Linked DNA regions of Mus musculus: regions 1 and 3 are each linked to region 2. A link is a contact called in public HiChIP or PLAC-seq and promoter capture Hi-C data. All regions are on one chromosome and are shown on one strand. Each heading gives the region's core, a stretch centred on a gene start, on an enhancer-like site or on the middle of the called end of the contact. The rest is flanking DNA. Distances are from core to core; before and after follow the strand shown.

What was found. Promoter capture Hi-C pulls out the DNA fragments that hold promoters and counts their contacts. HiChIP or PLAC-seq counts read pairs in DNA pulled down with a chosen protein or histone mark.
Region 1: a promoter capture Hi-C map of pre-B cells shows a contact between it and region 2, with 4 times the contacts expected there. The contact joins the promoter of Ttc16 here to the promoter of Garnl3 in region 2. A contact is called at or near these places in 8 of 39 promoter capture datasets (the 3T3-L1 cell line, 3T3-L1-derived adipocytes, embryonic stem cells and 4 more) and 4 of 484 Hi-C or Micro-C datasets (CD8 T cells, cardiomyocytes, cerebellum and 1 more).
Region 3: a contact with region 2 is called in an H3K4me3 HiChIP or PLAC-seq map of embryonic stem cells, with 8 read pairs. The contact joins the promoter of C130021I20Rik here to the promoter of Garnl3 in region 2. A contact is called at or near these places in 1 of 39 promoter capture datasets (the 3T3-L1 cell line) and 2 of 115 datasets of contacts at active chromatin or transcription factors (bone marrow-derived macrophages and embryonic stem cells).

Annotation. Positions count from the first base shown.
Region 1 is chr2:32,773,841-32,778,601 of GRCm38.p6, forward strand. Ttc16 (tetratricopeptide repeat domain 16) reads right to left here and starts at 1,793. Exons shown (of 15, transcript NM_177384.3): 1 at 1,491-1,793; 2 at 1,208-1,255; 3 at 551-717; 4 at 142-232. The coding sequence starts at 1,508. Ptrh1 (peptidyl-tRNA hydrolase 1 homolog) reads left to right here and starts at 1,981. Exons shown (of 5, transcript NM_178595.3): 1 at 1,981-2,055; 2 at 2,464-2,683; 3 at 2,867-2,966; 4 at 3,143-3,188; 5 at 3,282-3,753. The coding sequence starts at 1,990. The coding sequence ends at 3,464. Cfap157 (cilia and flagella associated protein 157) reads right to left here. Exons shown (of 9, transcript NM_025619.1): 7 at 4,277-4,443; 8 at 3,988-4,177; 9 at 3,573-3,729. The coding sequence ends at 3,658.
Region 2 is chr2:33,129,299-33,133,841 of GRCm38.p6, forward strand. It overlaps Garnl3 (GTPase activating RANGAP domain-like 3), which reads right to left and starts at 1,321. Exons shown (of 30, transcript NM_001355200.1): 1 at 1,126-1,321. The coding sequence starts at 1,217. Ralgps1 (Ral GEF with PH domain and SH3 binding motif 1) reads right to left here. Exons shown (of 20, transcript NM_175211.5): 20 at 4,121-4,543.
Region 3 is chr2:33,638,658-33,643,488 of GRCm38.p6, forward strand. C130021I20Rik (Riken cDNA C130021I20 gene) reads left to right here and starts at 2,536. Exons shown (of 3, transcript NR_046275.1): 1 at 2,536-2,687; 2 at 2,819-2,944; 3 at 3,470-4,831. It overlaps Lmx1b (LIM homeobox transcription factor 1 beta), which reads right to left and starts at 2,441. Exons shown (of 8, transcript NM_010725.3): 1 at 1,785-2,441; 2 at 832-1,018. The coding sequence starts at 1,941. Gm39790 (a long non-coding RNA gene) reads left to right here and starts at 1,004. Exons shown (of 3, transcript XR_866136.3): 1 at 1,004-1,290; 2 at 1,413-1,573; 3 at 1,722-1,814.

The DNA.
Region 1 (4,761 bases), core at 543-3,042, 350 kb before region 2:
TCTCCAACTTCTTCCCTTCCAGGTGGTTCCAGAATCTGATGGTCCTGGGAGGAAGGGCTAAGCAGGTTTGACAGTGACAGGGGGTGGGGGACTTATGCCCAGCCAGTTGCTCCCTGGGGACCACTCTGACTCTCCTCTTACCAGTTTGGGGTCCAGGTGGAGGGCACGGGAGAAGAACAGCACAGACATCTCCCAGTCCTCTTGTAGGAGGCACTGATGGCCTTGGTTATAGCTGTGAGGACAGGACAGGACAGGACAGGACAGGCAGTGGATCTGGTATTGATCTGGGACCAGCCCAGGACCTTCTCAGGGCTAGAATGGGGTATGCAGGAGGGAGGGCTGAGGTAAAGAGGCTGCAAAAGCCATCAGAGCTCCACAGAGGCCAGGCTGACCTTCCTGGAGCTCTTCCAGGGCATCAGCCCCTTATCCCTCTACCCTCGCTGTTCACTGAGACCCAGAGAGGGATAGCAGCCAGCTTGCAGCTGAACCCAGTATTAATAATGGTTTTGTAGAGTAGGAACCTGGAGTTGGAGACAAAGAAGTCACTCACTACTCTCTGACTTTGGCAGGCACTGTTGATCCTATCATCCTTCGTTTTGTAGGATCTGTCATAACATAGAACACATGACTGGTCCCAAAGATGCGTCGCAGGATCTTCTCTGGGGCTTCAGGAACCTTTAGCTTTGGAGTTTTCTGGGAACGGGCACTGTGAGGCTCCTGGAACCAAGCCAGGGGCAGTAAGCTCAGAAGGCCTCAGGAACACTTCCCCCAGGAGCTTTGCCTACTGGAAGAGGTGTGAAGAGGCCTCCTGGTAGAAGGCACACCTAGTCTGGGGTTCAACAGTCCCCCAGGGCTCCAACATTTCTCTAGCCCTGCCTCTCTCCCTGTCCTGTGGTCAAGGTCAAGGAACCACTGCACCCTCTGCTCTCCTCTTGGGCTTTGTCTGCTCTCACCTTGTGCTCTAGCTGCTCATCGTTTTCAGACCCTGCTGCACAAGGTTCCTTGTGACTCCCGCCCTGGGATTCTCACACTCGTCAGGTCACATTGAGCAAGCACTTCACCTGACTTCTTCCCAGGGCTTCTCACCTCTGTGTGATCACCCTTCCCATAGTCACCAGAATCGGGGAACCTATGTCTCATCAGTCCTCAAGTTCTGTGTTTCACTCCTCAAAATCTCTCCACTTGGGCTGGGCACGGTAGTGCATACCTTTAATAACCCCGTTCTAGAGCTAGAGGCAGATGGAGTTCTCTGAGTCTATAAAACAAACAAACAAAACCCCAAAACGTTAAAACAACAACAACCCCCCCAAAAAATCTCTCTGCCCTCTCTCTCCCTTAGGACTGGGAGGCCAGTCACCCTTCTCCCCTACCACACTACAAATGATGACCTCTGACCTCTCCCAGTTCCCCTGAAGGGCTTGACTGGCTCTTCCTCAAGCCCTTCTTGCGGCCCCGACCTCTGCCTCAGCTTTCCCCTTCTCAGCCCTCACCTTGCTTCTGTCTGTCATGGCCAGGTTTCTAGGCTAACTTCTGGGCTAAGCATACTCTGAGGTTCCCTAGCTCCGTTGTTGCTAGGCACCAGGTCCACGATGTCCATAGGCCCCGCCCACTTGGCCCCGCCTCCGAGAGTCACTAGAAACTCAGCAAGGCAAGCCAAGGCCTAAGTCAAGGAAAGAACCTATGGGCAGTGCACGCCGACGCGGGCCAGGGTAGAAACTTAACGAGGTACCAGCCCTCGAGCAAAGGCCGAGCAAAGGCTGAGCCATACAGGGTGACGCGTCGCGGAGGAATGCACCCAGACACTCGCCCGGGCCCGCGATCCACCCACTTCCGCCCCGCAGAGACATGGCGGACGCCAAACCCAGCCTGGATTGGGCGTCGCTGGACATGTCGTGATGCTATTGGCTTAGGGATGCCTGACGTCAAGGGGCGGGGTCCTGGCTGTGAATGGGAGTCGGCACGTTGAAGTCCGGTCTTTTTAGTCCAGGGATGCGGCGGAGTTGGGCCTTGAGCCGGCAGGTTTCCGAGGCTCGGTTCCCCGGGAAGCGGTGGCTGGTGAGTGGGGCGTGGGTGGCTACACAGGGACGCGGGGCTTGGCTCCGCAGCTACGCTTACATTTAAGTGTATGCGTTGTATGCATGTGCCCTGTGGCTGTCAGAGGGCAACTTAGGAGAGGGTTCTTTCCACCATGTGGGTTCTGGGGATCGAACCCAGGTTGTCAGGGTTAGCAGCAACCTTACCTTCGGAACCATCTTTTCGGGATAGTTGTCCCTTTTTCTACTTAGTCAAATAGGCGCAATACTAACTGGCTCCAAACTTTTAGTTTTGCTCTTGCACCAGGGAGCGGCATCCTCTGGCTGGTGGGGCCTCCAGGAGTTCCCAGACCCTTAAGTGCTCCTTCCCAATACTGTCGCTTCTGTTTCCTGGTCAATGTTTTGGGTCCTGAGTGAGTGTTGCCTACAGGTGGCTGGCCTGGGGAACCACGGAATGCCCGGCACCCGGCACAGTGTGGGCATGGCGGTGCTGGGGCAAATAGCAAGGCGACTGGGAGTGGCGGAGAATTGGACTCGTGACTCGCGCTGTGCTGCTGACCTCGCCCTGGCCCCGCTCGGGGATGCTCAGCTGGTACTGCTCCGGCCGCGGCGCCTCATGAACGTCAACGGGCGCAGCGTAGCCCGAGCTGGTGAGTTGTAGGTTTCATGGATAAGAGGGCACAGGGACCAGAGAGAGGGTTCAATTGTGACAAGTGCCTGGTGAGCCCCAATTACTACAGTGAAGGCTTGGGGAAGCCTGTTTACATATGGGGGTTGTTGTGACCCCTCTGAGCAGATATGCAGTAACTAGAGTGTTGTTTCCCTGTGCCAAGCGGAGCTGTTTGGGCTGACTGCGGAGGAGATCTATCTGGTCCATGATGAACTGGACAAGCCGTTGGGAAAGCTGGCTCTGAAGCTGGGGGGCAGCGCAAGGTGAGGCTCTTATGTGCGTAGGTTTGGGTAGGGATGCTGGCCTCTGTTGGAGTGGAGTAAGATTGTTGAGACTATCTATCTCGATAGGCTGGGCTGCTCTGAAGAAGGCCTGGGCAAGGGAATGGAGGAAGGGCACTGCCTCAGAAAGTACTAACTGCTCTTCATATCCCCTCAAGGGGCCATAATGGAGTCCGTTCCTGCATTAGCTGTCTGAACTCCAATGTGAGTCTACCCTTCTGCCCTGCCCTGGGTGGGGGTGGCTAGCATTGACATTGTATCTCACCAATGCATCCTCATTCCCCTGGGACCCTACAGGCAATGCCAAGGCTGCTGGTGGGCATCGGGCGCCCCACACACCCTAATATGGTGGAGAACCATGTCCTGGGCTGTTTCTCCCCGGAGGAGCAGGAGCTACTGTCCCCATTGATGGATCAGGCCACTGACCTGCTCCTGGACCACATCCGTGCTCGAAGCCAGGGACCATTGTCAGGCCTCTAATACCAGTGGATATATCTACCTGTTTGACTGCCTGCCGGTGCCATGAAGCCAAGACAGGGCCACAGAACTGCAATGACACAGTGGTACCCAATGTTTATATAACTTCCCTGGGTTTCCCCAGGCTACTTGCAGATTCAAGGAGGGACTGTGGCCACATCAGTCTGTTTCTGCAGCAGCTTGGTCTCCCCGTTCGCTATTTGCGGTGTAGGAAAGGTCTAGGAAGGGTAAACTTTCTGAACCTTTTGAGAGCTCCAGATGGGTAGATCTGCAAGATTAAAGATACGAACTTGAAATTGGAAGCTTCCTGTGGGGTTAGGCACCAGTGGGTAGGGACAAGAGGGTCTGGCAAACCCTATTCCTAAGGGATCATGGGTATAATGCTTTAGCCTTTTTCCATTGGGTCATTTTCTAGGTGGGGAGGAGCAAAGAGATTCCACCATATCCCTGAGGCTACCCAACTATAGCCTGGCAGAACCAGGGACAGCTGTCAGCTTGCTGTGCCTAGGGTTCCTGGCACCCCTACCTCATTCGTGTTCTGGCAGATCCCCATTCGGGTGATATAGGAGAGGGGCCTGAGATCCTGGGGTTTGAGTGGGATGCGGACCGGACGTCGAGGCACCAGCCCAAGATCCCCTGGCTTATAGGTTGTGATGGTCGAGAGCTGCTGCAGCAGAGAAACAGCCCCTTCCTTGGATGTCTGGGTGATGCGTTGGCTGTGGAGAGGGATCCAGGGTCATCCCCTCCATCCCCACAAGAGGAAAAATATTGGAGAGCCAGGGTCTGCTGAGGCCCCCACAGGGCTATCTGCTCACCTTTCTTTGGATAGGCCCTGGGGCTGCTTGTCCTGGTGGGAACCCATGTCCGGCTGTGTTTTCAAAACCACCCCTGAGCTGAGCAATACCAGCAGTTGCTGCAGCAGCTCCTTGCGCTGCAGTTGGAACACCACATCAAAGTCGCCGTCCTCCGCCTCTGTTTGCATCTGTTGGTATGATGTGAGGTGGGTTAAATCACCACAGGGGCCCAGATACCCACCCACCTCCACATGAGACGCTCCAGGGCCTGCTTTCTCAGTGCACCTGGTTTGTGGTGGAACACAAGTTATCAGGCTGGGAAGACTGAGGCTTGAAGCCCTCTCTTTGGAGGTTTTTTTTTTTTGTTTTGTTTTTTTTTTTTTTGTTTGTTTGTTTTTAGAGACAGGGTTTCTCTGTATAGCCCTGGCTGTCCTGGAACTCACTCTGTAGACCAGGCCAGCCTCGAACTCAGAAATCCACCTGCCTCTGCCTCCCCAGTGCTGGGA
Region 2 (4,543 bases), core at 71-2,570:
GCCTGAGGGAGGAGTGCCCAAGCCCTTCAGGCTCTGTGATGGGCCAGGCTTGAGGCAGCTGTGGTGATGGGGAAGAGGCTAGGGCAGCGGCTAGAGCAGCCTTGATATCTGTCCTTACCACACAGCATCAGAACTGCTGGAGCAGTGTGTCAAGGACTGAGTCTGAGAAAGGCCAATTAAGGGCATCACACCTTCCTTTAAGGATCTTGGCTGGTTTGCTTTGTGCCTTAGCAAATGAACTCTCTTTTCCACCTCAGTGGAGGTTAGAGTCCTACATCTTTTTTCTCTTCCTCGTCCCTACCCATGCTATGGCAATTAAAAACTCAGGGGTGCAGGCAGCAGTAGGCTAGGAGGAAGGGGGTTGGCTTCAGGATACCCTCCCTAAGGCCATTATTACAGAATACTGATGAAAATCTGGCCCAGATGGTGGTGCTGGAGTCATTCTGAAAGGAATGAGTCCACCTGGAAGCAGGACCCATTTCAAGTTACAAGGAATTCCTTGGAGGTGGGAGTAAGCCGGGGATAGGCATGGGCAAGAGCCGCAAAGGGAAGGGCGTGTCCGGCAGCAGCCAAGCTTCACCTACGGCCAGGCTGGTTCCTCAGGAGGGCGCCAGTTAAGGAAGGTAAGTCCGGGAGGGGCACGGACAACCTGGGAAAGAGAAAGGACCTAGGAACTATGCAGGGTGCCCCCCACCCCAACCACAGATGGGCGGGGCCATAGGCAGCAGGTGGCCAGGCACTTGGGGTGCGAGGATGGATTATAGAAAGCAAGAGAAGCCTAAAGGGTGTCCTTTTGGGGGCTTAGGGGTTCCGACCTTGTCCTTGAGCATTTAGAAGCAGGCAGGTCGCGTTCTCCACAGCCCAAGACCTCCCTGAGCCGTAGTGTGCAGGGCCTGTCACAGGGCCGAGGCTTCGGACGTCCACATCATCTGCCGGCCGGACACAGGTCTCTAGCCCTCCCGCTGGGCACTCCCTCAGCGTGGCCCGGCCGCTCTACTGGGCTCTGCGCCGACTCCCTCCCACGCCGCGGCCTCGCCACACTCTGTCCCCTCACACCGCCAACCCCCACGTGGCCTACTCCCCTCTCCCACCCCTAGAGGCTGCACCCCTCCGGGGCAACGGTACCTGGGACTCTCAAAGCTGCACCCCCTGCGCCGCAGCGCCGCCCTCTTCTGCCGCAGGAGCGCAGCGGCAGCCCCGCCGGGTTCCTGCTCCATCGCCCCGGGCGGGGGCCGACGGCTCGGGCACACTCGGGTGGGCTCGGGCCTCGGCGGTGTTCGGCCGGACGCTCAGCTAGCGCGCCGCAGCCCACGCCCCGCCCCGCACCCCTCACCGGACCCAAGCCCCGCCTCTGTCCCGCCCCAAACTCCAGCCCAGCCTGGGACCTCAGGCCCCGCCCCGAACTCCAGCCTAACCACGCCCTCAGACTATTCGCGGGGTCCAAGCCCCGCCCCTACTCTAATCAGGTCCCTTGAACACGCCTGAGGCTTTAGGCCCCGCCCCTACTCTAACGGCCTAACCACGCCTCTGGCTTTAGGCCTCACCTCTGCCCCGCCCCCATTCTAGCAGGTACGCCTCTTCCGAACCTCTGGCTTTAAGCCCTGCCCCTAGCCTAGCGAAGTTTGCCTCATCTCTCCGGAGCTAGTCTCCGGAACCTCCCTGATCTCCTACCGAATCCACTCCCTTTGGTCCTTTTTGAGGCCTTGGCCCTCCCCCTGCCTCGCCCCTAATCTAGAAGATCCTCCCTCACCACTCAGCTGGGTTTAGGCCCCGCCCCCTCACCGCCCCAACCCAGTCTATTTGAATTAGGTTCAGGTCCCGCCCCTGTCCGCCTTTGCCCCGCCCCAATCACGCAGATCTCCTCTCAGCTCTGCTCAGGCTCCACCCGTGCCCCGCCCCAAGTACCAAGCCTTACCTATCAGTGGGCTCAGGCCCCACCCCAAACCCTTATCCAGTCAGTCCCTTTGCCCTTCAGCTTTGCCAAGGGCCCGCCCCATCTCTTAGCCAAACCCACCTCACTCCCTAGTCTGGGCACAGGCCACGCCCCGAGCTAACGATCTCCGTTTCTCCGGCCCTTCTCAGACCAGTGCAGGCCCCACCCTGCCTCTACACCAGCTCCAGCCACGCCCCTCCTGAACTGGCCTCACCAAGATCTTCTACCCGCGCTCCCTCCGTTCTTCTGTGTAGCGCACGCAGGCTCCCAATGCCCACTGGATCCTCAACTTCGTCGGGTCCACGGCCCATCACTCCCGCTCCTTACCATTCCCACAGATCTAGGCCCTTCCCACCTACCCCTCCAGCACAGAGCGCTCTATCGGCCCGCCGCTCCACAGCTCCGATTGCTGGATTCTCTGCTGACCCTCCTCACCTCAGCACCTCTTGGTCCTTTCTATCGTAGCACCGCCTTCTTTTGGGGGCCGCCTTTCTCCACATCCCGCCCACAGGCATGGCCCCCAACCCCGGAGCTCCGCCTCTTTTCTCTTGAAGCTGAGGTCTGTACTTAGAGCAATTTTGTTCTCTCGTCCCTTGGCTATTCCACCCCAAGAGCCCTCTAGCTTCCCCGCCTACAAGTCCCGCCTATCTAGCCCCGCCCATGTCGCCTCTTTCTCACTTCAGGAGTGCCTGGATGGTGCGGGTCTTCCTGCCTGAACTGGGGTCCACCATGAGGTTTGCGCTACCTCAGGATCTAACCAGTCAGCAAAAGGAGGTACTACTGTCTCCTGGTGGCTGTTTGTGGTCTGACACAGTGAGGCTGAGGGGAGCTTTGGTTGTCTACCAGTTGTGGGTTCAGGTTTTCATTCATAACCTTCCAATTTTGTGACAGCTCTAACCTCCACCCCTCATTTCCTCCCCGAGTCGGATGCATCATCTGAGTTCTGTAACATTGCACTGTAGTTGGGTGTGGAAATTCATCTGAGTTTAAGTAAGGATGGCTTTGCCATCTATTTCTAGTTCAGTTTCTGTTGCTGTGATCAAAAGCACCTTAGGGAAGAAAGCCTTTATTTGTCTTACAGGCTACAGCCCATCATCTGGGAAGTCAGAGCAGGAGCTCAATGTCCCAAGCAGAAACTGAGGTCTGTACTTGGAGCAATTCTGCGTCTCTTGTCCCTTGGCTATTCAGCCCCAAGAGCCCTTTAGCTTCCCCTGCCCTACACAAGCCCCGCCCACGTTGCCTCTTCCTCACTTCAGGGGTGCCTGGATGATGCGGGTCTTCCTGGCTGAAGCGGAGTCCACAACGAGGTACAACAGTTTGGAGCTGGAAGGGTGAGGAACTCAAGAACTGAATCAGCACTTAACAGATTTTCCTCTGGCTTGCTCACCTTCTTTTCTTATCTAGCCAAGTACCACCTGCCCGGGATACTACCACCTACAGTGGGCTTAGATCCTTCACAGCACCCCACCACCACTACCAAAAGCCCTCACAGACCTGTCTACAGGCTAATCTGATGGAGGAAGCTGCTCAATTGAGAGTTCCTCTTCCCAGGTAAAGTGTAGGTGTGTGCTAATTTGTGCAGCAGGGCTCTTTCACTGCGATCACAAGGTTCTGGTCTCATTCAAGCAGAGACAGGAGCAAGAATGGGTGTGTATGCCTGGGAGCTGCCACTGAGATCCCCAATCTACTCTAGTTCCTGCGCTCCTGCTCGCTGGCGCTTGCTCTCTCTCTGCCTCCCTCCCTCCCTTACTCCCTCCCTCGCTTTCTCCCTCTCTCCTTTACCTCTAATCAAACTGGAGTGGGTTTGCTTTATGCATCATGACTTCCTCCTGACAGATCTTTTCAGATTATCACCTTGACTGGAACTCTCCCTCAGTAATCTCGGGTTGCCTGCTTTTCCCCATGTGCATCCTGTCCTCTCTGTCTCCCTGACCCCCCTCCCCCCACTCCTACAGCCTCCTTAATGTTCTGCGACTTCTGATCTGAAAACTCTCAAGGCCCCCTGTCTTCTTAGGTATCCCCAGACCCTCTGCCTTCCTCTCCAAGAGATCCACAATATTGTCCCTGTTCTTTCCCTATATATTTACATCCTAGTTACTCTCAGCAGAGCCCTGGGCTCCTCCAGGCATGTAGCACAGCAGCTGCCTGTCAAATTGACTGCATGTGACACTAATAAATAGAACGATATTCATTGGAAAACACATTTAATTTCAAAGTAAACAAAGATGTCTGTACATTAAAGTATTTAATTAGTGAAACAATTATTATCAGTGTAACAAGCTGAAAAATACAGCAACTTGATACAAGACTGAGGTAACAAAATACTTCACCAAAAATCTAAAGACTCCCAAGGAGGGATGATGTTCAGTGGTTATTGCAGATGAGACAATTTACAAATGTTAGAGAAAAGTCCTCACACAACTGCATGCAGGGTCTGCTGGGAAAAAAAGACAGCTTAAGGGGGGGGGTGCAGCAGATTGAACAAGAAACAAAGTAAGATGTGAAAACTCATTTTCAGTTTACTTGGAAGAACATGTAAGAAATTGAAAACTACTCTTTATACAACATTTTGAATGCTAAGTGGGAAACCATGCATTTTGGCACAAAATT
Region 3 (4,831 bases), core at 1,286-3,785, 510 kb after region 2:
GGTAGGTCACCAGAAAAGCTCTGCATCTTCTGCGGTCTGTCCCCAGCCTTCAGCCACACAAGTCCACAGTGCCACCCTGCTTAGCATAGAAGCCAGCAGGTAAGGCTCAAACCACACCTCTAGTATCAACCACCCTTTTCCAGCATGCTGCAAGAAAGAAGGCTGTCTGGGCCTGACTCCTTCAGTCAGCCACTTCAACGAAGAGCTGTCTAGGAAGCTGTAGCTTCCTAGACAGATTGATTCTCCAGCTAAGAAAAATTGTAAGGGCAAAATTCCCGTATGGAACGGTTTAGGAAGAAGGACACCCATTTCTCTTTACCAGAGAAGAAAAGTGGCGCAAGGAGCCAGCCAGGGTGGAGATCTCCCGCCTGCATCGCAGCCAGGGTCCAGCACCCACCTCCCTGCTCCAGGAACCCCAGACGCTCTTGAACTGGGGAAACACAGTCAGGCTTGGCTCTCTAAAGCAATGCCTTTCTTGGAAAATATATTCTTGTCCCCACTTCAGGCTTTAGAGGGGCCAAGCCCTCTCCCAGGACAAACATCGTATCGACCGACCAGTCCGCCCCGGGCTTTGTCTTGTACCCCAATTCAGTCACTCTGCGCAGGTTTCCGGGACAACAGATGGCACCTAGGGGCACCCCACCACTGTCGGCTGGAAGGAGATGATTCGCCCCAGCCCGGAGACACGCAGCCCTTTGAGCCATCGGAGCTGCCGGGCCCAGTGGAGCGCAGAGCCGGCCGCAGGGCGGCGTGGGCCCTTCCCGGCAGGGACCGGCCGGGCTGGAGTGCTGGTCCATGGCGGGGAAAGAGAGGAGGGCGAGAGGCGCTTACTGTTGGTAGTCTTGTTTGCAGTACAGTTTCCGATCCCGGAAGTAGCAGCTGGTGGTGAGGGCTTGCTGACATGCCGCGCACTGCAAACACTCCTCGTGCCAGGACGACTCGTTGACTCGCATCAGGAAGCGGTCGGAGATGGGCCGCTGGCAGCCCTCGCAGACGGCGGGATGCGGGCAGTCGGAGCCTGCAGCGCACAGGGCGAGAGCCGGGCCGTCAGCGCCGCTTGGCCCAGCCCCGGAGCGCCTCCCGTCGCCTGAGGACCCCAGCCGGCGAGCCAGAGACCCGGCAGCCCTAGACAGCACGCTCCTTTCCGTAAGCTGGGGCGCCGTGAGGCCGAGGGCCTGCAGCCTTGGCTGGGCGCTGCGCTCTCCCCGCTCGCGGAGATCCAGCGGATGGTGTTATTACCAACGAGAAGGAGCTCCGCGCGGGGTGGCCGGCTGGAACCCAACCAGCGAGGTGAGGCCAGGACACTCGCTGGCTGACACGCCCCACGATGCTGTTGGAACCTTCTACCCCAAGAACCGCGGTTGGGATAGACCCGGGGATAGTTTTCTCTTCTAAAAGCTCCCCTTCCCCAGGTGACCTGGCCTCTCTCCCGGGCTCTAAGGAGACAACTTGGTTCTCCAGCATCCCTGCCACCCGCTTCCCACCCCAGCTCAGTCCAGTGTAGCAGCACTAGAACCCAGACCCGGAGAGGACGGTGTGAGTGACGGCTGAGGCTGTTCAGTCCTCTGTCTAGGTGACGTCCCTGAACGTTTTCCCCTCAGGGAGCTCTGTCTCGGTGTGCTTGTTACCCCTCCGGTGGTCATTCCAGGGGTCCGGACCCCCTCCCCACGTCCTGAAAACCTATTTTCTTTATTCTTTGCCCCTCACGCCGGTATCCACAGCGGCACGACGGACAACCCTACCCCCTGACCCGCACTATTCGAGCGTTGCGACCCAGCACTCACCCAGCAGCACCCCCAGGGTGGCGGGCCCGGGGCGAAGGGCGTGCTCCTCCATCTTGATGCCGTCCAACATCTTGATGCCGTCCAACATCTTGGCGCAGTCCGTCTGCCCGCGAGGGAAGCACCTCTCCAGCGACTCGGGACCTGTTGCTATATCCATGGGACGCCCGGCGCGCTGCGGACCCCGCCGGCTGGGCCGCTCACCCTCCGGCCCGTCCGCCCGCTCCGCTGCAGCCGGGGAGGCGCGGCGCCCGCGGGGTCGGGGCCGCCCGCTGCCCCGGGGCGAGCGTGGAGCGGCGGCGCGCTGGCCCCGGGCCCCGGCGTCGTGCGGGAGGGCCCGGGCGGCTGGCAGCCCCGCGCGCCGCTCTCTACCGGCTACTCGCAGCCACGCGCACTCGCTGCTCGCCTGTCACCTGCTTGTCAGCCCCGGGTCCCGGCTGCAGCAGCGGGCGGCACGCGGAGCCGCCCGGAGGAGTAGGAGGAGGCGGCGGCGGCGGCGGCGGGCGGGGGAGGGGGCGGGGGTGCAGGGGCGGCCCCGCGGGCTGGGGGGGCGCGGGCGTCGCAGCAGGGTCCCGGGCGGGGCGCAGCAGGCCGCGGGGCTCCAGGCGCGCTCCCCGCACTACTCCAGTGCCATGGTGCGCCCGAGGAGCCGCTCGGTTTAGAGCTGGGGCTGGCGGCGGAGGGATACTCCGGCCCCGAGCCGCCTCACCCCTCCTCAAACTTCCTGACATTTGAACTCATTGGTGCGCCTCGTATCACTGCGCCGGGATGAGCCGGCTGCTCCACGTCAAATAGTGCCGTCGCCTCCCCCCCTCCCTGCGGGAGGGCTCCCTTAGCCCCCGTCCTGCACCCCGTGCCGCGCCCTGAATCCAGGCGACCATCCTGTCCACCATTGGCAGAAGTTTGGTTAGCCATCGAAACAAATCCTGTGCCCCACCCCTCTTGAAAAATTGATTTGGGAGTTGGGGAAATCAGGCTTTCTTTTTTTTCTTTCTTGCCTTTTTTATTATTAATATTTTTGTTGTTTTTTTTTTAAGCTCCAGCGCTCAGAGGAGTGGCCCCAAGCGAGGCCAGACTGTGAGGACGGCGGGGAACGCAGCGACTTCTCCAGGGGACAGCGCCAGGCGGGAGCGGCTGGCCCAAACCCGGACTCGTAGTCTAAGGTAGGTCGCAGGGTCTGAGTTGGTGTCCCCTCGGGAGGCGGGGCCTGCACCGGACAGCCTGGTGTGCTGAGAGGGCTCCTAGGGTCGAGGGATGGGGAACATCAAATGTAAGCAAGAACCGCTGGCCCCGGACTCGCCAAAGGGAACCCTGACCTGGGGAGGGGGTGTAAGGGCTGTAGTTTGAGTAAGTAGTCCCAAAAAGCCCAGGCCTGGCAGAAATAGGGCGGGGGAATGAGTTGAGGGGGCTCTCATAGCCAGAATGGGAGATCTTGGGTGAAAGAGGACGGTCAGGCCCGGGTTGAGACCAAGAGAGTGTTAAGAGGGTCAACAGGGCTCGGAAAGATATCTTGTTCCCGGCCGGGGTCAGTGGGCGAAGGCTGGGCCTCCCAAGGCTTGGAGTATGAGGGGCAGGTAAGAAGTGGTGTCCTCAAGATCTAGGGGTGGAGGCCTGGAACGGCATGGGTACAGTCGTTCTAAGGAAATCTGTGTGACCTCTGAAATCGGTGCCCTTTCATTGTGGCTAAGGGACCTGGCCAGGGTTAGAGACTGAGCGCTGGCCACCCTTGGCAAAGTGGGCCTCGACAGCGGGCAACGCAAGGCCAGCGGCACGCAGCTGGAGACTCCTGGGTGCATCCGGCCAGACATCCGCGAGAAAACTAGAAGACGTCGCATCGGGAAACAGGGTACCTTCGGCCCCACCACTCCCGCGCGGGTTTCGTCCTGGAATAGCAGGAGGGATGGTGCGGTCCCAGGGCAGGAGTTAACAGCCCCTGCGAGCTGCTGCTGGGCGGCCCTGGCCCCTCCGGCTGTGGAGCAGCGGCGCGAAGCCGGGAGGGGATGGAGGGCTCGGAGGGCGGGTCCCCTGACCCCGCTAGAGGCGAGAGGGCGGATCAGATTTGGAGCCTGAGGGAGGCTTGGTCAGAAGTGGCCCCCTGTGCTGGGGGGGCCCCCCGGAGGGGCCCGGCTTTGTGGAGGATTAGCGGTCACCGCCCCACCCCAGTACCTGCGTGTGTGTCGGTGGGTATCGGAGTGTGTCTGTGTGTGTCCGCGCTCCCGCCTCGCGGAAGCTATTGAGAACGTGTGCACCCGTATTCCTGTGCACATACATTTTGTGTTTGTGTGTCCTTACGTCTTTCCAGGCAATGAGTGTGTGTGTTTTCGGTACACGTCTCTCGTGCTTCTATGTCATGTTTTTTACACGTCTTTGTGTGTGTCCTCGTGAAGGTGTAGATAGTGAAGATGTCTACGCCTTTGTATGCGCCTCGGCCCCTTTAGCGAATCTGGTAGATTTTTCTCTATAAGTGTGTCTCTGAGTTACCTTTGTGTTTCTGTTTGCCCCGGAGCTCCTGAATTGTTCTGTGTCGCCCAGGGGTTTTTGTGTTTGTGGCTTTGTGTTCTGTGTATTTCTCGGCGCCTTTGTGTATCCAGGAGCATGGGTATGTGGATGTAGAGTTTTCTTCACCCACCCTTCGTCCTTGTTTTTACCCAGTGTGAAAAATCTAAGGCCTTGAGCCCTGAGGTTGGGCAGAGGCCTGGGCCTGGATCTGGACCGCCTTCTCTGGGTATCTGGGCCCTGGCGCGTTACTGCGGGAAGAAGCCGAGCGGGTAAAGGCTGGGGCGTGCAGAGCCGGGAGGCACCGAACCGCTCGCAGAAGCAGCGGCCCAACCGGGTGCACTCCGCCCTCTGCTGGCCATAGTGTGTCTCTGCAACCACTGCTGGGCACCGAAAGCCCTGGTTCCAGGCCCGGAGCTTCGCCATCTCCTTCAGGCTGAGTCGAAAGAATCTTCTCTGTCTCAAACCTTAAAGACGAACCTCGGACTCTAAGCAATCGCACAGTGTTTCACCCCCATCTTCACCCTCCCATTTCCCCCACGCTCCCTGTGCCT